Linked DNA regions of Rattus norvegicus: regions 1, 3, 4 and 5 are each linked to region 2. The links are chromatin contacts, called in public Hi-C maps. All regions are on one chromosome and are shown on one strand. Each heading gives the region's core, a stretch centred on a gene start, on an enhancer-like site or on the middle of the called end of the contact. The rest is flanking DNA. Distances are from core to core; before and after follow the strand shown.

The links. A called contact is a pair of places that touch in the nucleus more often than the background predicts.
Region 1: a Hi-C map of liver shows a contact between it and region 2, with 7 times the contacts expected there. The contact joins two enhancer-like sites. A contact is called at or near these places in 12 of 12 Hi-C or Micro-C datasets (the A7r5 cell line, the Rat2 cell line, Schwann cells and 7 more) and 1 of 1 datasets of contacts at active chromatin or transcription factors (oligodendrocytes).
Region 3: a contact with region 2 is called in a Hi-C map of liver, with 5 times the contacts expected there. The contact joins two enhancer-like sites. A contact is called at or near these places in 4 of 12 Hi-C or Micro-C datasets (Schwann cells, frontal cortex, kidney and 1 more).
Region 4: a contact with region 2 is called in a Hi-C map of liver, with 4 times the contacts expected there. The contact joins two enhancer-like sites. A contact is called at or near these places in 2 of 12 Hi-C or Micro-C datasets (kidney and liver).
Region 5: a contact with region 2 is called in a Hi-C map of liver, with 12 times the contacts expected there. The contact joins two enhancer-like sites. A contact is called at or near these places in 2 of 12 Hi-C or Micro-C datasets (kidney and liver).

The regions. Positions count from the first base shown.
Region 1 is chr2:34,666,218-34,668,917 of GRCr8, reverse strand. The region is part of intron 2 of Pik3r1 (phosphoinositide-3-kinase regulatory subunit 1); the gene reads left to right. Among named protein-coding and RNA genes, the nearest start is that of Pik3r1, 30 kb to the left of the region's middle. Within about 2 kb of position 1,252, at least 18 of the 93 cell types and tissues checked have an H3K27ac peak or open chromatin away from gene starts, as enhancers often do. A contact at or near this core is called in Schwann cells and liver, where this site is marked.
Region 2 is chr2:35,546,854-35,549,553 of GRCr8, reverse strand. No RefSeq gene overlaps it. Among named protein-coding and RNA genes, the nearest start is that of Cd180, 42 kb to the left of the region's middle. Within about 2 kb of position 1,358, at least 10 of the 93 cell types and tissues checked have an H3K27ac peak or open chromatin away from gene starts, as enhancers often do. A contact at or near this core is called in Schwann cells and liver, where this site is marked.
Region 3 is chr2:34,861,513-34,864,212 of GRCr8, reverse strand. No RefSeq gene overlaps it. Among named protein-coding and RNA genes, the nearest start is that of Pik3r1, 170 kb to the right of the region's middle. Within about 2 kb of position 1,257, at least 4 of the 93 cell types and tissues checked have an H3K27ac peak or open chromatin away from gene starts, as enhancers often do. A contact at or near this core is called in liver, where this site is marked.
Region 4 is chr2:34,932,392-34,935,091 of GRCr8, reverse strand. No RefSeq gene overlaps it. Among named protein-coding and RNA genes, the nearest start is that of Pik3r1, 240 kb to the right of the region's middle. Within about 2 kb of position 1,276, at least 5 of the 93 cell types and tissues checked have an H3K27ac peak or open chromatin away from gene starts, as enhancers often do. A contact at or near this core is called in liver, where this site is marked.
Region 5 is chr2:34,999,373-35,002,072 of GRCr8, reverse strand. No RefSeq gene overlaps it. Among named protein-coding and RNA genes, the nearest start is that of Pik3r1, 300 kb to the right of the region's middle. Within about 2 kb of position 1,427, at least 2 of the 93 cell types and tissues checked have an H3K27ac peak or open chromatin away from gene starts, as enhancers often do. A contact at or near this core is called in liver, where this site is marked.

The DNA.
Region 1 (2,700 bases), core at 3-2,502, 880 kb after region 2:
ATTGCATATTTTATCTTGCGTCAAGTAGTAAATTAAATTTTTGTGGGTACAAAAAAGACTTTTAGCTCTAACCACAATCATAACTCATGCTAAATATATTAATGTTGTGTTGATTGGCTAACTAACTGCTTTGGGATAGTTAAACTGGTGAGACCTATTGTTTTGTTTTGTTTTTTTTTTTTTTTAGTTTTTCCAGTAATAGTGACAAAGCAATCAGTGTGCTCTGGAGAAATGTACTTGTTTGAATTGTTCAGATCAATACAAATGACTGGATACAACTCGAGGTAAAGAGCAGTGCTTAGACTGTGTTTCCTTTAAAATTCTGTCTGATGCTATTGCATTGTCTCTCCCATGGGTTTTACAGGGTTTCTGAGAAATCCAAAGTGGCAACTTTCTCAGCCTCTTACACAGAGGCAGAGTGGGTGAGCAGGCTCACTCACAGTTCGTGGTGGGATTAAACCAAGTTGCTGGCTTCAGGTTGACTCTCAGACTTAGCTGTTGTCTGCCGGATAGAAGACCACATCTCAGCGTCCTCCGTGTATAGCACTGAACAAACCTTGTCACCCATCTCGTTTTCTAGCCAAAGAGAATCCGTAGAACAAAGCAATCAGACAGCTCGAGAGCACTGGCCAATCTCGATTGTCTTTGACAGTTCTCTATTATAGTAAAAACAAACCCGTTCAGCAGCAGGAGCAGTTTTCTGGGAATTTGTACAAATATACTTTAGAGAAAAAAAAAAAAAAAGACAAACTGGTCGGGTTTTGCATCATTTATCATGTGCGAGTCCTTTAGGTCAGGTGGAAAGTGCATGGGATGAAGTCGTAGGGCCATCGGTGAGGCTGGTGCACTTTGGTTCCATGTCCCCTCCTGTTGGTCTTGCTTACATAGTGAACTTGTGAACGAGCCAGGCATTAAGGACTTCCAGTGGCATTCTTGGCCAAGAGTCCATCTTAGTCACTGTGAATTATTTGTTGTACGTCCTAAAGATGGTAATGTCCATACATAGCCCTGGCTTTCTCATCTCTACAGTAGGCTCACTGAGCAAGGATGAGCTGTGAGGGCGCTCTCTCCGTCACACCTCGAGTCCCAGAGGACCCGAGGATTTAAAGCTCATTGTTTAATGATAACACTCAAACCAGAAGGACACATAGAACACAGACACACACAACGCGTCTCCGACTTAAGTGATCTGTCTGAACCGGAGGAAAATGAAAGGGGTTGAAATCGCCCGGCCACAGGAAATGAAGGCCGAAGGCCAGTTTAAACAGCTGAGAACTGTGCGAAGCAGTAGTTCATGGGAGATAGCGAACACTCTGTCGCTCTCTTTGTGGGCGTTCCAGGAAGAAACAAAGTTAAATGACAGCAGAATTAACCATGGTTAGACCAGCTGCCTCTTCTAAAAATCGCTCCCTCACCTGAGAGGTCCCCTCCTTGTAGACAGAGAAGGAAGGTAGACAGAGCCCCCTGTGTTCTGTGGCAAAACGTGTTTTCTCCAGAGCTATGTGCACGCTCCCCCAGACACAGGCATGCCGGAACGGTTTAGTTTCTCAACACAGAGTCTTCATTTATCATTGAACAGAGTCTTGTTGCTTCAATGGTGCTTTCTTGGGAGTCTCTATGTCCTCCTTCGCCTGCTTCACTAGTGTCTCATTTTTTTGTTTGTTTCTTGTTTTGTTTTCCAGGACTACTCTTTTTATATAGTCCTAGGAGACTGACATTTACACACACTCTCCAAGCTTACCTTTAAACTCATGACAGTCCTCCTGCCTCAGCTTCTCTAGTGGTAGTTATTATAGGCGTATGCAGTCAGGCCCAACCATTTGTGCCACTTAAGTGTAAACCATTCCAAGGGCCATGGATTCTGTTAGGCAGAGTTTTGTAGACTTCGTGCTATTTCTTCAGAGGGCACAGTACTGGCAAAATCATGCCCAGAAATGCAGTTCTCTTCTGCCTTGTCTGTTTAGTCTATTTCTTTTTGAGGAAAACCTTCGTTTTTTTCAGAACTCCATTTTCCTTTACAAAGCCAGAATTGTCATAGCAAAATAACTTAAAAATATTTTGTTTTCTCGTTCACTAATTCATTATGAAGTAGCTCATTAGTTAAAAAAAAAAAAAAAAATGCAGGACCTTGGAAGGAAGAGGAAATGCTGGCCTGCTCTGACGCTGGTTCTCTTGCCCAGTAGAGGTCGCCATCTATTGGTCAAGGAGAGAAATAAACGAAACGTTTGGCCCACATTCCTGGTGGTATGATGGTCACAGGGAGGTTGTTTTGGTAAAGCTCTTGGCTAAAATGTATGAAAATGCACGACTCACTAGGAACCTAAAGCCCAGGGTTTTGACTGATCATAGACGGTCTCTGAAAGTCATGACAAGGAGAAGTGGCTACATAGCTCTTTTAAATGCATATTTCTTAAGACCGCCAGAATTCCACTTTAGTGAAATATTAAATGGAGTTTTAATTAGACAAATTGATGGCCGATTTTGTAACTCTGTGGTTGATTTGGGCTTCCTTTCTTTCTAGCCTCTGGAGTCTGGTGTTTCCTGCCTAGCTGACTCGAGACAGGCTCTGTAGAATGGGCAAACTGGTGACTCTTGATGCTGGGGTCTCGTTAACTTGACCATGTGCAAGGTTTAAGTAGTGGCATCTATGCATTTGGCTTGGAAAATTCTCAATCAATTGCAAACAGGGGAAAGAGTTGC
Region 2 (2,700 bases), core at 109-2,608:
CATGTTGTACATAAATGCTCTATAAAGTAGGAATTGTGTTGTGAATTAGACTCTCCCCCATTCTTCGGTTGGGAGACAGACTCAGACAATTGCTTGGTTTTGTAAAAACACGTCTCCGTAATTCTACAGCTGTGCTTAGACGGTAACTGAATAGTAATGTTTTGATCACAGCTCCACAGATGGTGAGGCTCCAGAAGACACATGTCTCTTCAGTAGAGGGGCTGTGCATGAAGCTGGGCTTATCAGTGGGCTCTGAGTACTTTGGGGTGCGTGTCTAGACCTGTGTGTGTATATCTTTCTTTAAAATGGTCTCTCTCTGTCTCTGTCTCTGTCTCTGTCTCTCTGTCTCTCTCTCTCTCTCTCTCTCTCTCTCTGTGTGTGTGTGTGTGTGTGTGTGTATAAGTGTATATGTGGAGGCCAGAGAGGGTTTCAGATGGCCTGAGGCTGGTTATAGATGGTTGTAGGCTACCCTACTTAGATGGATGCTAGAAACCAAACTTGTGTTTTCTGAAAGAGTAGATAGTGCTCTTCTTGAACTATCTCTTCCTCCCTATATCTATTTTTCTACAAGTACACAGTTTCGATTCCAATGGAATTACTTAAATATCACAGTTCTTGGGTCACAAATAGGAAAAGAAGACTTTGGAAATGAAAAGTATGGCGGGCAACCGGTTTGGCACTGGAGACAGAAATCACATCATTTTTGTACCCTGTGCCCCTGGAAAAGGCATACGGTCATTCACCAGCTGGTTTACAGTAGAGGCAAAGCCAGAGTTCAGGCTTTTGAGTCCCTTCTCAGGGTCTTTCCAGATACTACACTGCCCTTCCTGAATGGCCTTTCTGCTGAACTGGAGGTCAGTGAGCTTTCCTCATGTGAGGGCCCAGGCACTAAACAATCAGGGCTTTGCAGGCAGCGCCGCTCTGGGGCAGCTACTCACCTCTGCGTGGAGTGAAGTCGGGTGTGGGAGACTAATGTGAACGATCAGGAACACGCTCTGAAAAGACGCAGTCCTAAACACAGGAGAGGCCCTGACTTTGGCCAGTGGGTCACCCTTTGTCGGTCCAAGTTTCATAGCAACATACGGCAAATTCCGCTTGGTGATCACCCAGGGGCCATTGGATCTTAGAGAATTAAAGTCTCCAGCCTGACGCTGAGAGTTGCTATGACATGGCGGTCCCCGCAGGACCGGGCTTCCTTCCAGGTTTTCATATGCACAGACTCCGAGTCAGCATCCAGGAGAGGGGGCCTGGCCCACTCTAGTTTCCAGAAGGAATCGAAAATTCTCTTCCTGTGCAGATAAAGGAACAATTATACCACAGGGGACTTACTGGAAAGTAAAGCAGGCTCACCAGGAAGCAGCAGGAATCTGCTTCTCAGTCATATTCTCTGCAGTCTGGCCCAGAGTCTGCCAGACCCGGAAAGGTCAGCTGGGATCACTGGCAGACTTGGAAAACTTCCAGAACCTTCGCTCGTGGGATGACGCACGGGGGTTTGTCAATTTCCGTGGCCCACTCAGGACTTCCCGTGGCTCATCCAGCTATCTTATCCTCTTCAGGTTCAAGCACACGGGTCTCTATAGTTTTATCCTCTGCTGTTCTGTCAAAGCTACGCCATTTACTGTGTACAAATGTGACTTTTGAGTCCTTTACCCCATGCTTTCTTTGCGGATTTCTTGTCGACGTTTGAGAAAGTAAAAAGCAATTGTCTTTTACAGAGAAGGTCAAAGCTAGGAGTTTGGGCGAAACCCAATGTCTATTGCAATGGGACTGGATGTTTATCTGTGTGCTTATGCATACGCATGCGTGCAGAAAGTTATGCATGAACCTCAGCTTGCCTGTTAAATTAGGTCACCTTTTCCAAAACCTCCACTTAGGGAGGGCCCTTTCAGCAGCTTGGGGGCTCCTAAATAGACGAGTGACTGCATCCTGCCTTGTTAATGTCGTCCCCAGGCATCTTTCCCTCTCCTTCTCTTTCATTTCTACCATGTAACATTATCGCGTGGCCTGTTTCAAATTTCTAAGGGACAAGGGCTTACAGAAGCTGGATGGCACTTTCAATGGGTTTAGTTATCTAAATCTTAAAACCTATATTCCATGCTCACCTGCCTCAGTTCTGGAGTGTCCACACCTGTCGTTGCACACGAGTTTCTAGTGTAACCAAGCCTTTGGAGTGGAAGTGGTTTTGGGAGAGAGAGGGGAAGAGTTGAAGTTATTGTTTTTCCCACGTAGCATTTTTTCCCCTGGGGATAGGAAGGCCGGGACTCGTGTGAGGCTGCAGAACCCAGAAGGGAAAAAGAAAAGAATATTTGATTATTTCTTCATAAACAACCAATTCCTTTAGCACCTGGCTGTGGTGCCTGCTGCTGTGAGGGGGATATCAGTGGCTTTAATATTCCTTTCATGGTGTCTTGGAATCAGTTTGTCTGCTATACCCAGCTCTGTGGCTTTCAGACCAGAGCCAGCCCTAAAAAAACCACGGCAGATGTAAAAGGAAAGTTTAGTCAGAATGCTTTCAGTTAAAGCCTGCTTCAGCAATTCTCCTGTCCCCATGGGGTTTCTGCACACAACTCTAGCCAGTCCCTTTCCCCAAGTCCCTGGATGAGGGACATATCCCTAAGTGTGCATGTAGGTGCTACTGTTCTTACATGAAGACATTTTGTAAAAAAGTTTTTAATGGTCTAATTTTGCTTGAATTGCCAT
Region 3 (2,700 bases), core at 8-2,507, 690 kb after region 2:
GTTTTCTTCAGACTAAGAAGTGCAGAGAGTGCACCCTGAGCCGGAGTGCAGTGGCGGTGAACAAGCGCTGGCTTGTCTCAGTAATGCACTGCTCAGAGGTTAGCAAAGGGAGACCCAAGAACGGGAGCAGATTGTGCTAATTCCCACACTCTTTGCCTCACTCTCCTCTAGCTGAGGGTAGGGGTACGTGTGGCTAAAGTCACGTTGCAGCCTCGCCTCGAAATGAGGGAAACAATAAGCTAAAAAGCTTCCAGCATAGACTTCCCGCATTGGCCTCCGAAAGTAGAAATGACTACAAGGCAGACTTCCGATCCCTAAAGGGGTTGTTGTGTATGTGAACACACACCACATACACACCATACACACCTACCACACACCATGCATACCACACACACACACACACACACACACACCATACTATACCTACCACATACCACACACACCACATACACCACACACATACCACACATACACACCACATACATATACACATACACCACACACATAAACACACACACCTCATAAACGACACACCCACCACATATACCACACATACCACATACACCACACACCCACCACATACACCACACACACACACCACATACACCACACACACACCACATACACCACACACACACCACATATACCACACACACACACCACATATACCACACACACAAACACACACACACCACATACACCACATACACTACATGCACACATACCACATATACACACAAACACACACACACCACACACACACAAACACACACACACCACATACACCACATACACTACATGCACACATACCACATATACACACAAACACACACACACACCACATACCACACACACACAAACACACAAACACCACATACACTACATGCACACATACCACATATACACACAAACACACACACACCACATACCACACACACACACACACACCACACATAACACACACACACACACACACACACACACACACACACACCATACACCACACATACACACCATCCCTAAAATAAAACTTCTACTGGATACAACTTACAACTGGGACACAGATCTGAACAGGAGACATGTTTCCTCACAACCTGGTTGCCTAGGAGTGTCTTCCTGGACCCCTCTGTACACCACTTCTGTAAATACCTTCAAGATACCCAGCACTCCTCAACACTGCCTCCTGACCCTGAGTACTACCCTGGTTACCAAAGAGTTAGATGTTCTACCTCTGTAAAGGCCACCCCTGAATAGTCTTGCTAATGTATAACTTATCTGTGGAGACAGAGATAAGAAGCCCCAATCGATAGCAGCCTGTGTATAGAACAAAGCAATGGCTTAAATACTAAAGGCCAGGAGCAGCTTGGACGAAATACAGAACTGGGCTTAGGCCAAAGTCTGGCGCTGCTGGTGGTGCAAAGAGGGCAGTTATTTGTGTGGTAGATTCACGGCGTGCACTGCAGCGTAGGCCATCAGCCCTCCTGACTGCCCTTAAGAGGTTTAGACATCCCTATTTGCATTCCCCACACAGCTCTAAGAAGCATCCTGAAGCTTGGCCACAAGCCAACAAGACTTGGAACACTAGGATTCAAGATAACCGTTTTTCTTTTCCCCCTGGTTCACAGTATGTCCGTATTTTTAAATTTGAACTCTCCTTCTAAGCAAGGGGAATTTAATTTTTCAAGCAATAAATTTTTATAGAGAGCAAGGTAAGGAAGTTACTGTCTTGTCTGGTTCTATCCAGCTGGGTGGGGTCTGTGTCCTCTTCCTACCACACTGGCCACATAGGGCATAATAGGGCTTATATACTGGGCTTAGTCTAGATGTAGGTTCTCAGAGCAGTACAGTTTATTGTCTTAATTTCTTTTCCTGTTGCTGTGTAAGATACTTCGGTAAAGGCAACCTAAGATAGAATGGACTTATCTAGTTCAGAGTTCAGGTTACGGTCCATTCTGGCAGAAAAGACACAGTGGCAGGAACCGGAAGTAGCTGGTTACATTCTGTCCCGAGACAGACCGAAAGCACAATGGACACCAGCATGGTGGTGCTCTCCACGCTTTCTCCAGGATTGGCCCTGCTCACGGTCATGGATCAGAACAGTCCTTCACAGACGTGCCTTGAGGCCTATCTCCTGGGTGACTCTAGATTCTGTCAGGGTGACAAGAAGCACTAAACGTCGCGTCTAGAGTAGTCGTTCTCAACCTTCCTAACGCTGTGACCTTTAATACATGTTGTTCCTCATGTTGTACGATCACCCCAGCCATAGCATTACTTTCGTTGCTACTTCATAAATGTAATTTTGCTACTGTTTTGAATCATAATGTAAATATCTATATTTTAAAATCATTTTAGGTGACCCAGGTGAAAGGATTGTTCAACCCTCCAAAACGGTCACAACTCACAGATTGAGAATTTCTGGCCTAGTGGTTGAAACAACCAAATGAGTCACAGTAGGAGCTCACCCTCTTCTTCCCTGCTTGTCTTGTGGGCCCTAGAATTTAGAGGGAGCTGGACTCACGGAAAGTTTTTGGGTGTGGCTTTGCTTTGGAAAACAGAATAAAATTTTAGGTTGTGTGTGTGTGGGGGGGGGTTGTGGTTGTTTTTTGTTTGTTTGTTTGTTTGTTTTGTTTTTTGTTTTTGCCAATTAGCAACAAGCAAAAATACCATGGGAGTGACACCAGTGAGGTCCCAGTCAGGGGC
Region 4 (2,700 bases), core at 27-2,526, 610 kb after region 2:
GTTGGTTACCTCATCAAGCATTATCCTCCCCACCAATGGCCTGCCACTTCTGAAGATACAAAATCAGAACCCCTCTTAAGGTTACATCTCACTTATTTGGTGGGAAAGAAAGCTTAACAGAAGGAAATGAGATGCAGGAGCATGACTTCCTTATTATGGGAATGTTTGAATGGCTAGCCGGTATCCATGATGCCCTCCAACTGCTTCATTGTGGAAAGTGCAAGTTTGTTTTTCTTTAATTTTATCTGAGCAACTTGGAAGTCTAATGATTTCTTCCTAAACCTATTTCTACATTTGGCATTGACTTTATGTAGGAGTGATAACAGCTTTGAATGAGTGGGGTTTACATTTTTCCCTTTTTCATTATGACACAGTATTGCTAGCAATAAACAGACTCTTTTCTATTTCAATGGACTAGTGTTCATGTCTAAAGCTGGATGTGAAGCCTCAAGCTTATAATCCCAGAATTCAAAAGACTAGAGCAGAAGAGTCTCAAGTTTAAAGCCACCCTGGTCTACGTAGCAAGACCCTGTCTCAGACTTAGAAACTAACACAGTCAAACAGAGGAAGAAACTTAAATGCAAAACCTTAAAAAATAAAGGAGAGTGGTGGAAAAGAACAGAGGAAGAAATAGTAGAAGAGAAGGTAGTAGGCAAAAGAGACCAAGGAAGACCAGGAAGGGAAGGGGCATGTTTGAGAGGAAAGCGACGAGGACAAATGAAGAACAAATGTTGTTGAGAAGAGGTTGGATCTCCCAGGTGAAACAGGACCAAGAGACAATTAAAGGACAAAGCATGTGTTGGTGTGGATTTATTCCTGGAGGCCACAAGCATTACAACGAGCATACCTCTGGTTCTCTTGGCAGAAGAGTTGTTATAAGCCAGAGCTTGGTGTTCGGGAAAGAGAGAGAGAGAGAGACATAGACAGAGACAGAGAAGAAAGTACTCACTCTCCCAAGCCAGACCCAAGCATAACAGGACCAGTCAAGATGGTGACATCTAGCAAAGAAGAATCACTTGCTACCCCCGCTCCCCATCACTCACTAAATGCTTAAGAATCTAGATACTGGAATCACTAAAAATATCTAGCTGTTTCTCTTCAAATTTGGGCTGAGTCTCCTTTCGCAATACGAACTATGATCCTGCCAATTTCAAAGTTTACAGCTCCAGCTGTTGGGGAGTTATGTAAGAGCAAAAGTGATCAAAGGGCCTCAAGAATGCTCTTGGTCCCCTCCCCCTTGCTTGCATAACTGCTCAAATGGAATGGAAAGGCAGAAATGCAATAGAAGCATCCTCTGCCCAGCCTCTGCCTCTTACAGCCTCCTCTCTAAGGAGACAGGGGTACAGGGTACGAATAACTTTGGTGGGAAATTTTAAATGAGAAATTGTACTGGATTCAAACATAGTGCAAACATTCTCTCTCTCTCTCTCTCTCTCTCTCTCTCTCTCTCTCTCTCTCTCTCTCAGATAGATAGGTAGGTAGATAGATAGATAGATAGATAGATAGATAGATAGATAGATAGATAGATAGATAGATAGACAGACAGACAGACAAAATATATATTTGCAAAAAGGGGAACAAAAGGATTTAAAGATCCAAAAGAATAGGGAGTTAGTTAACGTTAGTTATTAATGTTTAATATACACATTAAAGTGAATAGGGAAAGCCCACCCGTCCTAAACCCTACAAAACGACAGACAGTTAACTAAGAAATGCTGAGAATGAGAAAAGTTGTCTTCTCCAGGGAAGAGCACACCAATTAATTGTCCAATCTCAAATGGTCAGCCCTGAAAGCAAACATCCAAGTAACATTGAACAGACTGAGCAGGTAGTATTTATGTATTCAGGAATGTACATGCATATACATATGCAATTGTGTGTGACAATTAATGAAAAAAGAGGTTAAAAGTTTGAAAGGGAACAAGAGTGGGTTTGTGGGAGGGTTGGGAGGGAGGAAAGGGAAAGGGAAACAATGTAAGCATATTGTAATCTCAAAAATAAAAGAAGTAATTAAAAATAAAAAGAAGTTAGAGCGAGTGAGATTTGACTTGCTACTTTAGATCGGCCCTCCTAACCTTACAGAAGATGCTCTGAGTTACTATATGCAGCCTCGTCTTCTTCTGTTCACTTCATCAGGTGTATTTGGCCTTCCATTTTTCTGGTCTTTATCATTTAGCAAACTGAGGAAAGGAGAATTAATATAATGGGAAGACGTCTCCACACGCTGGATATCCCAGCTTTCTCACTGGCCTCCACGCACACCTTTCCTCCTACAGCCTTTCCAATTCTGTAGAAACGTCAGGCTGTTTTCACTCTCTTACAGACCCACTCCAAGCTTAACATATAAAAGTCAATCTAGCCTGGCTTTCTTGTTGCTTCTGTGGTCTAGTACTTCCACTTTTCTCTTATCTGCCCCCTTTCCTGGAAACAGCATCCCCTTCTGAATCATGGCCATCTTTTCATACCTACGTCTAGTACCTACTTTTCCTAGGACATAGCATTGTCTCAGTTCTCTGAAATCTTTGTATTACGTGGTTTAAAAGGAGGCATGCATGCACTCTGCTTTCTAGTTCTTTCTTGAACCATTGGTCAGCTGCTGGTTTGTAATCTTACAGCATCTTCTTGAAGAACTTGGATCCCAGTGGCTCTAAGAAGACTGACGTAAGTGAGATCCCACATGTCAGCATTTAGCTGCTTCCT
Region 5 (2,700 bases), core at 178-2,677, 550 kb after region 2:
AAAAGGAGTTAAGAGAGTCTTGAAGAACCAAAAAACCTGTCACTTATTAGTGAAAACAGAGCAGGAATGTAGCTTGTAGGAAAATGAATGAAGCCCATGATTCCATCATGATCACTATAAAAACCAGGTAGCTGATGTGTCCCTATAATCCCAGAACTGCTGAAGAAGAAGAAAGAGGATCCTCAGCTATATAAGGAGTTCAAAGTCAGCCTGGAAAACAGGAGACCCTGTCCTCTCTCTCTCTCTCTCTCTCTCTCTCTCTCTCTGTCATAGACACAGACTACATGATAGATATATAGATAGATACATGATAGATAGATAAATAGATAGATAGATAGATAGATAGATAGATAGATAGATAGATAGATAGATAATATACAAAGAGGTGATAGAGACAGATGATGGATCAATGAATGATAGATGATAGTTGACAGCTAGATGATTGATAGACAGATGATAGATAGGTAGATAGATAGATAGATAGGAAGGAAGGAAGGAAGGAAGGAAGGAAGGAAGGAAGGAAGGAAGGAAGGAAACCAAAAGATGATAGGATACCTACAGGTGAGAATGAAGGCTTCTGATAGAAGGATCAGGGCTCTGCTCTGGCCAATTCTAGTCAAAGGATAATTTACCCATTCAAAATCAGATAAAATTACCTCCAGTTCTTGCCTGTTCTAAAAATCCAAGCATTTTTACTCTCAGCAAGGGATTATGATAGGGACGAAATGTTACTTTATTCAGTTGCATTTAATATGTAAAAGAGAAAGACTCCTTCCATATAAGTCATATGTCAGAGTTAAAGTGGAAACTTAAGGGTTCTTTGGAAAGTCTGCTGTGTTGTACTTTGCTGGGGCAAACACATGAAGAGGTGTTTTCCTGAAGTAGACACAAGCGAAAGGACATTCCACTAAGGCAAGTGTATGAAAGGACATGTGATGAAGGATTCTTTGCCAATTACATGCATGTATTGATCTGCCTTACATTGCATAGCTGAACTCCATTTGTCAGGATGCCATAGAGAAAAATGTACCAAAGAAACCTTTGATGGTGTGTCATGGCTTCTTGCCACTTCTGTGTATTTTGGCCAATTGGCAGAGTGATGTCAGTTGATACAGACTTACAAGCTGAGGCAAGACAAATAATGAGGCAAGACCCATGGAGGACAAGTAATGTTTGGAGGGAGTATAAATAGGACTTAACAGACAGTGACAAAGAGAATGATTCAGGCTTGATTAGGCTTGGCTTGCTGGTAGAGCTAGCTGTGCAATGCTTGTTGGTCTCACAGTTTTGCTGATCTTCATTTCACTGAGAGAGGCACAGCTAAGAACTTCTCCTGGCTTCCCTGTTGGTCCCTCCTATTGACCTGTGCTGATTCAGCTGAGGCCTAACTGTTCCTGCTAGGTCATGCCACTATTGCTGTTATCCCGACACTGCTGAACTGGACTGCTAGTATATCCATGAAGTGTTTGCAAGTGGATCAAGTTGCCACTGCTGACCTATGAACTGAACATTGATTTCCTGACAGTGTAGATGGGATTTGCTCCAAAGAACAATTTCTAAATAAGTTTGCTTCCCCCATAGTCTTTTACTCCCACTACGTCTGGTAGATGGTAGGCTAGAAGGGATGTTAAAGCATTTAAAAACTATCATTAAACGTAGGCTTTAAAAAAGTTAAAGTTACACAGAATAGCTAACTTGATGGCCATTCCAGGAGGAGCAATAACTTGGAACTCAAGCACACACACGCACATTCAGGTTCATGTGCAGTTACACACAAATACTTGTATATGAATGGGGAGGTTAGAGGTTAGAGGTCGCAGTTTAGGGAACAACTTTAGACTTTGTGCATAGTACATAGCTGTTTCTGCTTACTTGCCTCCCTAACGCTCATTTTTCACTGAACATGGTTCTCAGCAACTAGGAAGACTGGAGACACATGAGAACAGACTAGCTGCTGCATAGGAGCTCTATCTGGGTTTATCCCTAAAGCTGCAGAGGGAGCAACTGGGTTTTGAGAACATCTCAGTGGAACAAAACAGCCTGCAAGAAGTCTTGGATCCAGCCCACTGAAATCTCAAAGTTTTATTTTCCTCACCTATAAATTGAGACTAGTAAAATTCCTCTCTGCACCTATGTCTCATAAGGATGCTGTATAGAATAAAGAATTTTCCAATGCTTAGAATATTGTTATCCAAGTATACAGTCCTCCCTCAGTCTGCGTAGGGGACTGTTTCCAGGACCACCTACAGATACCAATATCTGTGGCTGCTCTGATCCCTTATATAAAATGAAATAATATTTGCATGTAGCCTGAACATGTCCTTCACAGTACACTAGAGACACTAATAAATAGTCATACTGCTGTAGAGGAATTTTAATCCAGCATCATGGCTGCTCTGGCAAGAGATCATATCCAAAGACCTTCTAGGTCTGTGTGACCCAGCTGGAATACAGACATGGCTTTAATCCCAGAAGACAGAGACAAACATATATCTGAGTTCAAGGCAAGTCTGGTACAGAGCAAATTTCAAGTAGAGTAAAGCTTATGTTCAGTCATGGTGGTACCTACCTTTAATCCCAGCACTCAGGAGATAGAGGCATGCAGATCTCTGTGTTTCGGTCAGTCAGCTGGGTTAAGGCAGTGAGTTAAGAGGCAGTGCAGTGCAGTGGAGTTTGTGGCAGTTCATGGAGTTCAGAGGC